2 separate regions of the Sus scrofa genome follow, and region 2 is linked to region 1. The links are chromatin contacts, called in public HiChIP or PLAC-seq maps. All regions are on one chromosome and are shown on one strand. Each heading gives the region's core, a stretch centred on a gene start, on an enhancer-like site or on the middle of the called end of the contact. The rest is flanking DNA. Distances are from core to core; before and after follow the strand shown.

Region 1 (5,291 bases), core at 358-2,857:
CACGGTGCCCGCTCTTTCTCCGCAGCTCATCACTCCTTTCACCCGGCCCTGCCCAGCCAGAGGAGAAGCCCCCCCGAGGAGCCCCCCAACTTCTGTTGCCCCAAGTGCCAGTACCAGGCTCCCGACATGGACACCCTGCAGATCCATGTCATGGAGTGTATCGAGTAGGCCGCCCGCCGCCGGCCAGCCCAGGACGCTGCGCTCTCCTGCTCCGAGACTGAGGGTGGCCCCTTCTCTGGGCCCCGGAGCCAGCTGCGGGCCTCACGCCTCCGCCCCGCCTGCTGGTCGACCTCTTTCTGGGCGCACGGAGCCCAGCCAGGCCTGACGCTCTGCTCTTTCTGTTTGTTCTGTCTGCTTGAACCGCTTGTCTCTGGAGCTCGCTCATCCTCTGCCTGCACCAGCGAAGTCAGGAGTGAAGGCCGGGCTCTCGGAAGGAGCTGCTTCCCCGGCCCAGACGGGCGGGACCCCTCCTGCCAGCCGCCTGGCACAGGGCAGCGCCGCGGGCGTGGGCTGAGTGGTGGCCTGGTGGCGGCTGCGCCGAGTTGGATCGAACCTGTCCGCTGCCCATGGACACTGGGTTTGTTACCGATCATCGTTTTATGGTCATAAATGACTCTGCACTGCAAAGCCCTGGCCATCAATCGTGTGTACCTCTGAGTTGGCTTCTTAGAAGCAGCACCCCTGAGCTTCTGCAGAGGGGCTAGTCGTGCCGGGGTCCTTCCCCCAGGAGTGGTTTCGTGCCCCGTAGCCTTGCCCCACGTCAGGGGGGTCCAGCCCGTGGGCTTGTGCCATCTGCCAGACGTGCTCTTCTCTCGTAAGAGTGAGCATAGGAGTTCCCCTTGTGGCTCAGCAGGTTAAGAACCCGATGTAGTCCCTGTGAAAATTCGGGTTCGATCCCTGGCCTCGCTCAGTGGGTTAAGGATCCGGTGTTGCCATGGCTGTGGTGTGGGCTGGCGGCTGCGGCTCCGATTCGACCTCTAGCCTGGGAACCTCCATATGCCGCAGGTGTGGCCCTAGAAAGAAAAATAAAGAAAAGAGAGTTTGAAGCTTGAAGGAGTTCTCCAGTGGCCTCGCAGTTAAGGATATGGAGTCGTCACTGTCGTGACGCTGGTTTGATTCCTGGCTCAGGCACTTTCGTATGACGCGGGTGAGGCAAAAAGAAAGCTTGAGCATCTTTCCAGAGCTCGAAGGGTCCTTTTCAGTCGTTCTAGTATAAATGGCTTTTTTCCATCATTTTGCCCTGTTTGCTGCTGGACTGTTGGTCTTTTGTTCCTTGACTTCTACTAGAGGCTCTTGACTCGTTAGTGGGATGGAGTGAGAGGAATTGCAGTTATCTTTTCCCACCAACTTGGTGCTGGTGTGTTTGGACTCGAGCTGGTTCTCTTCGTGTAGTCACATTTCTCCACTGTTCCGTCACGGCTTTGGGTTTGCTCAGACGTTTTCCCAGCACTGCAGTGTGTGCCTTGTCCTCCCCAGAGCACTGCCACACAACCAGCGCAGGGGGGCGTGTTTCATCACCTTCCAAAAGTCTCTCATGCTGTTCTTGCACCAGCCCTGCATGGCCTGGCCTTGCCAGTGGCAGCCACTTGGTAATCTTTGGCAGACTGCCAACAGCGCAGGCCTCTTGCGTGTTGTTCTGCAAGATTCTGGCTCTTTCCGAGGCTGTCAAAGCCATGGGCGTTGGCCTTGCAGTTGTCAGGAAGGATGTCCCCCCCGCTGCTGCCGAGGGCTGGCCTGCTGGGGAGTGGAGGTCACGGGCCCAGCCCCGGCTTTTGTCCAGGGCCCCCTGCTCCCTAGGGTCGGGGTCTGGGTCTCCTGCTGGAAGCCGGCCCAGCCAGCGGCCTGTTCTGAAAGCAGAGCCTGGCCTGGGGACTTGCTTGTCAGCTGCAGGTGTGGGAGGAAGACCCAAGCGGGGTGGAAGGAGGGGGGGGCGCTGGGGGGCGAGCGATCCTCAGGACCTCTGCTCTGCAGCTGGATGCCACTGCCGGGGTGATGGGCGTGGAGCTGCTGGGCCGCCTGCACCCTGGGTGCTGGGACTGTGCTGCTGAGAGGGGCTCAAGGAGGAGGCAGGACGCGGGCCCCCCCCCCAACCCGCCGGGGCTCTGGCGGTGGCGCCCCCAGAGGCTGCCCAGCAGCGGCCGGGAGCCTCCCATCGCCCCCGCCTGGGCCCTGGGGGGCCACTGCTCTTTCGGACCTTCTATTCCCGGAGGCTGGGCGCCCTTGCTCGCTGCCACCTTCTCCGTGTCGGGCCGAGCGTCCGTTAGAGACCCAGGGTCTGAAAGCAGGCCGGTGGCCCGGAAATGAGTGATTCCACTGTCTCTCTGGCTTTCCTTAGGTTGGGCTTCCGGAACAAGTGGCCGGATTCTTGCCATGAGGGAAGCCGCTTGCCCACCTTATTAGCTGTGGCCCCTTGCTCGTCACCGTCCTGGGTGTGGGAGGGAGAGAGACGGCTGGACGCACAGCCCCGGTGTCGCTCCCCGCTGCTCCACAGCGAGCCAGCCAGTAAGAAAGGAACCCAGACGAAATGGGACGTCAACATAGCAACCAGTGAAGACTTCTGGTGCCTTCCTGGCAAGGGGCAGGGACAGGCCTGGGATGTCGCCCCTTCTGTGGGACGGAACAAGCACTTAGGGACAGTGGGTACCCACAGAGACTTCGGCATTTTAGAGGCTCACGGCTCTGTCATCTGTCGCCACCAAAGACCACGGTGAGATCAGAGGCTGCACTTCTGGACAACACGGGCCTCTGCAGCCAGCGCTGTGGACACCCTGTCGCCCGGGGCACACTCTGGCCGAATAGACAAAGTCCTGTATAAAGTCTGGCCCCAATAAAGACGTAAGAGCTGCATCCATGTGCGTGGGAGTGATTGTTTTCCTTGTGTGTTGAGGTATTTTCCAGATGCCTGGGCTTCGTATGCAGGACTTGGAGCCCTGGAGACCGTGGTGGCCCGTGTGGGTGCAGCTGGGAGGATGGCCGGCAGGTGGCGGGCGGCAGGCAGCGCGAGGCCCCACCCTGCCCCTCTGCACTGTGTTTGCTGGGGCTGCACAGGCTGGGCGGGGTCGGCAGCACAGACCTATGCCTCCCAGTCCTGGAGCCGGAGTCCAAGGTCAAGGTGTGTTCCAGCCTCTGTCCTGGGCTCGTAGGCGCCACCTTCTCTCTGCCTCTTCACATGTCTCTGCTCCGTGTGCACCTGCGTCTCCACACCCGCCTCGTCCTAAGGACTGCGGTCACGTGGCTGAGGGCCCGCCCTGGGCTCACCTCTGCCAAGGCCCGTCTCCCAGCACAGCGGTGCCCTCAGGTCAGGACTCCCAGGGGTCTCTTTCGAGAGGGACACATTTCAACCCGTCTTTGTGTGTGCTTGGCCTCAGGCTCCTCATCCATGAAATGGGAACATCCAGGTTCTGCCTTCCAGTCGAGTAGCTACCGAGAGCAGGCGGTGGGCCGCACACTTGGTCCGCAGTGGACGGAGAAAAGGCGGCGCTCAGATAGGCCCGCAGTAGCAGGGCTTGCAGGGCCCAGGCAGGATGGGGGGCAGCTGCCCCCCGATTTCTGCGACCTCCACGCTTACCTGCCGGAGCGTTTCTGTGCTTAGTGAGGGTGAGGCCGCAGGCAGGGGAGGGTGGCTCGAACCTTGCCCAGGGCCGGAGCGGGAGCTCTGGGGAGGTAGGACCCACAAACCCCGAAAGTGGACGTCTCCACCCACCGCCCAAATCCCACTGCGTCGCACTGTGGGGAGGGGTCCAAGAAGTCAGCGTGGAAAACCAGCAGCACCTCGTTGCCACGCCTGCATTTGCATCGCCTGCAGCGCTATCACGAGCATCAGTGCGTTTTCTCGTTCATCTGCAAAGCCTTCTTCAGCCCCATCAAGGTGAGCTATGCGTGGCTGCTGAGAGACAGAGAGAGAGACAGCTGTAGCCCGACCGTGATTTCACACGGAGTAGCAGGTGTCCGGCTGCCTCAGGCTTTGTAAACACAGGCGCCCGTGTCACAGGTTCCCATGTTCGCGAGCGGATCAGCTGCCCCGCGAACCACGGTGGGGGTGGGCAGAGAGCCCCCTGCATTCAGGGATGAGGAGCCAGTGCTTCAGCAAACCAGGAGGAAGCAGAAAATGCATCCTGAGCTTATTCTCGAGTGTGGTACGCCAGCTGCTGTATTTCTGACACACACACACACACACACACACACACACACACACACACACACACACGGCTTTGTCCCGAGGTGCGGGGGCTGTGCGGTCCTCGGCGAGCCCTGACGTCAGGCAGCGGCTTCTGGGAGCTCATCCCCAGATGCACGTGCACTGACCTGACCGCCAGCTGCTTGTTAATCCCAGCTGAGCTGTGGAGGTGGCCGGGTTGCTGTACACTTGTGATGCCAAAGCAAGTTCAAGGACTGTGTGGTTCATACTGTAAACCTAACATCACATCATTCCAACCAGGAAATGATTTCTTTTCCTTTTTAGGGCCACACCTGCAGCATAGGGGTCAAAATGGAGCTGGAGCTGCCGGCCTACACCACAGCCACAGCCACTCGAGATCCGAGCCGGGTCTGCAACCTACACCACAGCTCACAGCAGTGCTGGCTCCTTAACCCAGTGCTGAGCGAGACCAGGGATCGAACCTGCAACCTCATGGTTCCTAGTCGGGTTCGTTAACCGCAGAGCCACGACGGGACCTCCTGGAAGCACCTTTTCTAAATCTAGCTTATTTTAAAGCACTGCTTGCCCAGTGGGTTGGGAGGAACGCAGTGGAAACAGGAACACATGTCTCCTTCCCCAGGGCAATTACACAGTCTGTCTCTAACAAGCACTTCTGAGAATTGCCCGCCCAAGGTCCCGGGAGGCCCCGAAGCTCCTGGATGTTCATTCTTCCGACAGCGCTCCCAGCCTCTCCTCGCTGCCTTTACCCGGACCCATGCGCACAGCTCCTGCTCTCTTGCTTTGGTGGATCAAGGCTCCGGGGAGTTCCCGGTGAGAGTGGGTGAAAAGGCCTGCTGGTTTCCGGGGGCAGCAGGGAGGCCAGGTGGGGAGCTGGGCGCGCATCCGGCTGTGAGAACTCGGGTCTTGGCGGTTTGCCGTCCCTGGCATCAAGCGCCACTCTCTCCCCCTCTGCGTGCCGGGCTGATGAACCGGAGAGGGACTTGGGGGTCGGACAGCAGCCTCTTCTGGGGCACTGCAGGGAGAAGACTTACGGGTGTGGCCGGGGCTCCAAGAGCAGAAGATCCTGAGGCCCGAGATGAGGAGCAAAGGGAGGCTTCTGGGCCAGGGCTTTGGCTCGCTCCAGGAGCGCCCG
Region 2 (4,939 bases), core at 2,303-4,802, 110 kb after region 1:
CTGGAGGATCATTTTACGGCTTTGGAATGAAATGAAAGGTAAAGGGCAAGTGGGAATGCATTCAGCCGAAGGCAAGGGAAGTCTTCCAGACTTTCTTTCTCTCCACACCCCAAATGGAATCACACTGTATATCCTGTTCAGCAGGTTGTTTTCTCATCAAACAATACACTGTTGGGCACAGGTTAATTTGTTTCTTTTTGCCGTACCCATGGCAGGCGGAAGTTCCCGGACCAGGGAGCGAACCTGCGCCACAACAGCGACCCAAGCTGCTGAAGTGACGGTGCTGGATCCTTAATGACCTGCATGCACCGCAAGAGAACTCCCGTGAGGCTCTGTTTCGTCTGTGGTCCTCGCGGGCCATCCACTCATGACCACGCATGCATTCCACGGCTCACACTGTGCAGTGAGCGACCAATTCCTAGAGTCCCTTACACGGATTAACTCAGCAGGGTTTCCGGGAGGCAGAATTAGGGCTGATTTTAAGATTCTTCAGTGTACACTCTGTATGCTTAAGACCTTTCAAAAAGAGCACGCAGGGTTGAAGCATTAAAACCAAACCTAAACGGAAACAGCGTCTCCCGGGAATTCTCAGACACGAAAGGTACCTGCTGTGCCGGGGCCGGCGACGCGGAGTTGAAGTCCAGGGCTAAATAATCCAGGCTGAAGTTCTTTGCCCACGTCAGAACGCCACTGCCCGGGGAGCTGGCTGCTCTGTTCTCCCCCTGGAAAAGCAACAGCACAGGGAGCGGCTTAGCTTTGGGCCGGGCCACCCGGCGCAGCCTGGCGGTGAGTCGAATGCCCGTTTGAGCAGCTGCTGTCAGATGGGAACAGCGAGCTGGCGAGTCCTGAGCCGATCAGCCTGTGTGTCTGAAGGGCTCAGAAAGACAAGCGAGCCAATCTGGCCTTCACGCGATGCTGTATTTTATTGACCATGGAAATTGGCCGACGTCTCCCCCAAGAAGAATGTGTTTCAGGGATCTGATAGGCCCTTGGAACCTTGGAAATTAAATCCTGAAACAATCAATCACTTATGAAAGCTCTAGTACAGGCATTCCAATTGCATTTAAAGATACTTTATACAATAAAACAGCAATAACACATGGGCAACAGCCACCCATGGCTGCACCGTCCAGCGTCAGAAGTGGAACCTTACGAGGCATGCCTGCCTCTCCCCCTCAAGCGGCTGAGCAGCCAGCTGAACCGTGCCTTTATCACGAGTCTTTTTAAATAGTTTTATGAGTGTGTGAGCAGCCTTAGGTGACCAATAGTTTAGTATGGCCTGATTGGAACTTTTACCAATAGAACCACATTGTATGCATTTTTTGGTGACCTCAGTTTTTTGGGGGGGCTGCACCCTCAGCATATGAAGGTTCCTGGGCTAGGGATCGAATCAGAGCAACAGCTGCTGGCCTACACCACAGCCACAGTAACTCGGGATCTGAGCTGCGTCTGCGACCTATCCCACAGCTCATGGCAACGCCGGATCCTTAACCCACTGAGCAAGGGCAGGGACCGAACCCGCAACCTCATGGATCCTAGTCGGATTCGTTAACTGCTGAGCCACAATGGGAACTCCCTGGTGGCCTTGATTTTTGCTCCATATTACATACTTCACATTCATTCGTGTCCACGCACCAACCTGATTTCATTCATTCTCCATAAAAATAGATGTGACCATTGCATCATTTAACTGTGCCACCGACAGTGAATATTTGAGTTGCTTCAATTTGGAGGCTATTAGAAGCAGTGCTGCTGCAGGCAGTCATGCACCAGGAGGGAATCTCTACTGCATCCCTGGGACGTGCACCTTCAATTTCACTGTCGCGGGCCTGACACGGGGAAGCGCCATCTTACTGCTGTTTGATTGGCCATGCCCTTGGTAATTTAATTAATTGGCCATCCTTCCAGATATCTAAGCATCATTTCTGTTTTCTCTTCTGTAAACTATCTGTTCAGGTTTGTTTGCATTTTGCTCATTTTAATACTGAAGTGCTCCTTGTACACCCAGGCTAATAACCCAGCAGAGTCTGTATTGCTCTTTCTTTTTATGTTTTTTTTTTCCCCCTTTTTGGCCGCAGCCATGGCATATGGCAGTTTCTAGACCAGGAATTGAACCTGATGCCAGATCCTTCATCCATTGTTCTGGGCTGGGGATCAAACCTGTGCCTCATCAGTGACCCAAGTTGCCGCAGAGACAATACCACATCCTTAACCTGCTGTGCCACTGCAGGAACTACTATGGTATTTTTCTAAATGAATAATTCTCACTTTTAACGTCATGTATCAGTATTTTCCCAAGTAGCTTGTTCTTATATTTTGCTTAAGGAATTCTTCTTATGCTACTAAGATCAACATTTGTTTAACTTTCCTGGGCCTGATAAGTCATTTATTACAAATGCCTCTGCTTTCCAGTTTCCAACACGTCACTGCTGTTGTCTTCTTCGATTCCTCACGTTTTGGTGGCTTTATGCCTTTAACAAATCCTTTTACTACGATTTTAGAGGATGTTTTGGGCTGCAGGGAAAACAGAAGCCTGTGGTCGATCTGCCTTATTTACTGAGAGGTTCAGGAACAGATTCTCAAATGGTAAACCCACTTTGCATACCTGGAATAAATCCAACTTGTTTGTGCATACATATTTTCAGCTTTATAAAATACTGACCTTGGTTTGCTAACATCTTTGGAATTCCTTTTGTAAACAGCCTTGTTGAGATAAACCCACACCTTACAATTCCCCAAGCTCTAGGCAACCACCAGTAGTCTAATTCCTGTCTGTAGAGATGTGTTATTCTAGACATTTCATACAAATGTAAACATTCCAGGAGTTCCTATCTCAGCTTAGCAGAAATGAATCTCGCCAGCATCCATGAGGATGCAGGTTCGATCCCTGGCCTCGCTCCGTGGGTGAAGGATCTGGCATTGCCGTGAGCCGTGGTGTAGGTCGCAGACACGGCCCAGGTCTGGCATTACTGTGGCTGTGGTGTAGGCCGGTGGCTGCAGCTCCGATTCGACCCCTAGCCTGGGAACCTCCAGATGCTGTGGGTGCGGCCCTAAGACAACAACAACAACAAAATGTAAACTTTCGATGGGAGTTCCCATCATGGCTCAGCGGTTAGCAAACCTGACTAGCATCCATGAGGATGCAGGTTTGATCCCTGGCCTCGCTCGGTGGGTGAAAGATCTGGCGATTCGGTGAGCTGTGGTGTAGGTCGCAGACACAGCTTGGATCCCGCGTAGGCCGGCAGCTGTAGCTCTGATTCGACCCCTAGCCTGGGAACCTCCGTATGCTGCGGGTGTGGCCGTAAAAAGAAAAGAAAAAAAAAAGTAAACATTCGGTAGGGGGTGGGGACCTTGCGATTTAGAAGAAAGATGCATGTGGCCTTTCAGTTACATCCTCTTATGAGAAGCCCAGGAGCCCGTGAGCTGTGTTTCCCTGAGGCCCGGCGCCGCTCTAGCCAGTCAACCCAGCCCTCGGACGGGGTGGCGGGTCCCCGCGGCCACGGCTGCCCAGTCTAGGCTTGCAGTCGGCCCCGGAAGGGGAAGCGGGGAAGCGGGGAGAGGGCGGTTGCGACCGGCTTCTGTCCCTCAGCACTGTGTTCCGGGTCCGTCCCCGCCGCCCCCTGGATCTCTCGTTTCCTTTCTGCGCCCTCATCAGCCGGCGAGCGTTTCCGCCGCTTTCCCTCGGGGGCTAATGAACGTGCCTGTGCACGATTCGGTTGCACTTCTTCTGTTTAGGATTTCTTAACCTGCACGAATAAGATGGGGATATGGTTTTCTCCTCATATGAACGCTATCTGTTTTGGTATCAGGTTATTTTTGCTTTATACAAGAAGCTGGGTAATAGTTCCTCTTTTTTCCATTCCCTGCAAGTATTCATGTAAGGTTGCAAAATAATCTCTTCCTTTTGGTAGCAAGTCTGTAAAGTTTTTAGGGCCTCGTGATCCTTTGCTGTAAAAATTTCCCTACGTATTCAGTTTCTCTAATGATATAGTCATTCTGGTTTTCTATTTCTACTTGGTTCAGTTTTGGATAATTTTTTCTGAGCATCTGCCTGTTTTCACTCAGGTTTTCAAATTCACTAGCATGACCTTGTTCATAATATCCGCTTGCGGCATTTATCTCGGATATGTGTGCAAATATTACCTCTTCTATGTTTGTGACATTGTTTATTTGTAGCCACTGCTTTTTCTTGATGGGTGATGTTCAATTTTAGTCTTTTCAAAGAGTAGATTAGGTCGGTGTTCATCTTTAGTTTCTATTTTTCTTTTTAGTACCGCACCTGCCGCACACGGAAGTTCCCAGGCTAGGGGTCCAATCAGACCTGTAGCCGCCGGCCTCCACCACAGCCAAAGCAACGCAGGGTACGAGCCACCTGTGCGACCTATACCCCAGCTCACGGCAGCGCCGGATCCTTCACCCACGGAGCGAGGCCAGGGGTCAAACCTGTGTCCTCATGGATACTAGTCGGGTTTGTAACCTGCTGAGCCACAATGGGAACTCCTAATTTTGTTTATTTGGTTAACTTCTGTTCTCACCTTTGTTCATTTTCCTTCTGTGGGGTGTATTTCTTCAACTTGTTATTACAAAAAATTCTGATCATCAGTCAAACTGAAGAAAATACGCTACGAAGACCACATACCCGCCGTCTCCATTCTGCCTCGGACATCGAGGCTTTATGTGTTTATCTCCTGGTCCTGACTTGTCAATAACTTCTTCACTCTTTGGCTTTAGTATGTTTAATGCACCTGCTGAGTTTCTACTTTCATCCCTATTTTTATGTCGGAAGTTCTAAATGGCCCTTTCTAATGTCTAAATAGTATCTTGTTACTCAGTGCAATTTTCAACTCCTCATCTTGTTTTTTAAATATATAAGACATAATGAGTTTATATTTAAAATCCATATTTCCAATAATGGCTTACTTCTATGTTTGATTTTATT

Evidence for each region. HiChIP or PLAC-seq counts read pairs in DNA pulled down with a chosen protein or histone mark.
Region 2: an H3K27ac HiChIP or PLAC-seq map of alveolar macrophages shows a contact between it and region 1. The contact joins two enhancer-like sites. A contact is called at or near these places in 1 of 5 promoter capture datasets (fetal skeletal muscle) and 1 of 2 datasets of contacts at active chromatin or transcription factors (alveolar macrophages).

What each region holds. Positions count from the first base shown.
Region 1 is chrX:125,053,599-125,058,889 of Sscrofa11.1, forward strand. It overlaps IKBKG (inhibitor of nuclear factor kappa B kinase subunit gamma), which reads left to right. Exons shown (of 9, transcript NM_001113053.1): 9 at 26-168. The coding sequence ends at 168. Among named protein-coding and RNA genes, the nearest start is that of IKBKG, 11 kb to the left of the region's middle. Within about 2 kb of position 1,608, at least 14 of the 83 cell types and tissues checked have an H3K27ac peak or open chromatin away from gene starts, as enhancers often do. A contact at or near this core is called in alveolar macrophages, where this site is marked.
Region 2 is chrX:125,161,564-125,166,502 of Sscrofa11.1, forward strand. GAB3 (GRB2-associated-binding protein 3) reads right to left here. Exons shown (of 11, transcript XR_002340617.1): 9 at 606-722. Among named protein-coding and RNA genes, the nearest start is that of GAB3, 45 kb to the right of the region's middle. Within about 2 kb of position 3,553, at least 12 of the 83 cell types and tissues checked have an H3K27ac peak or open chromatin away from gene starts, as enhancers often do. A contact at or near this core is called in alveolar macrophages, where this site is marked.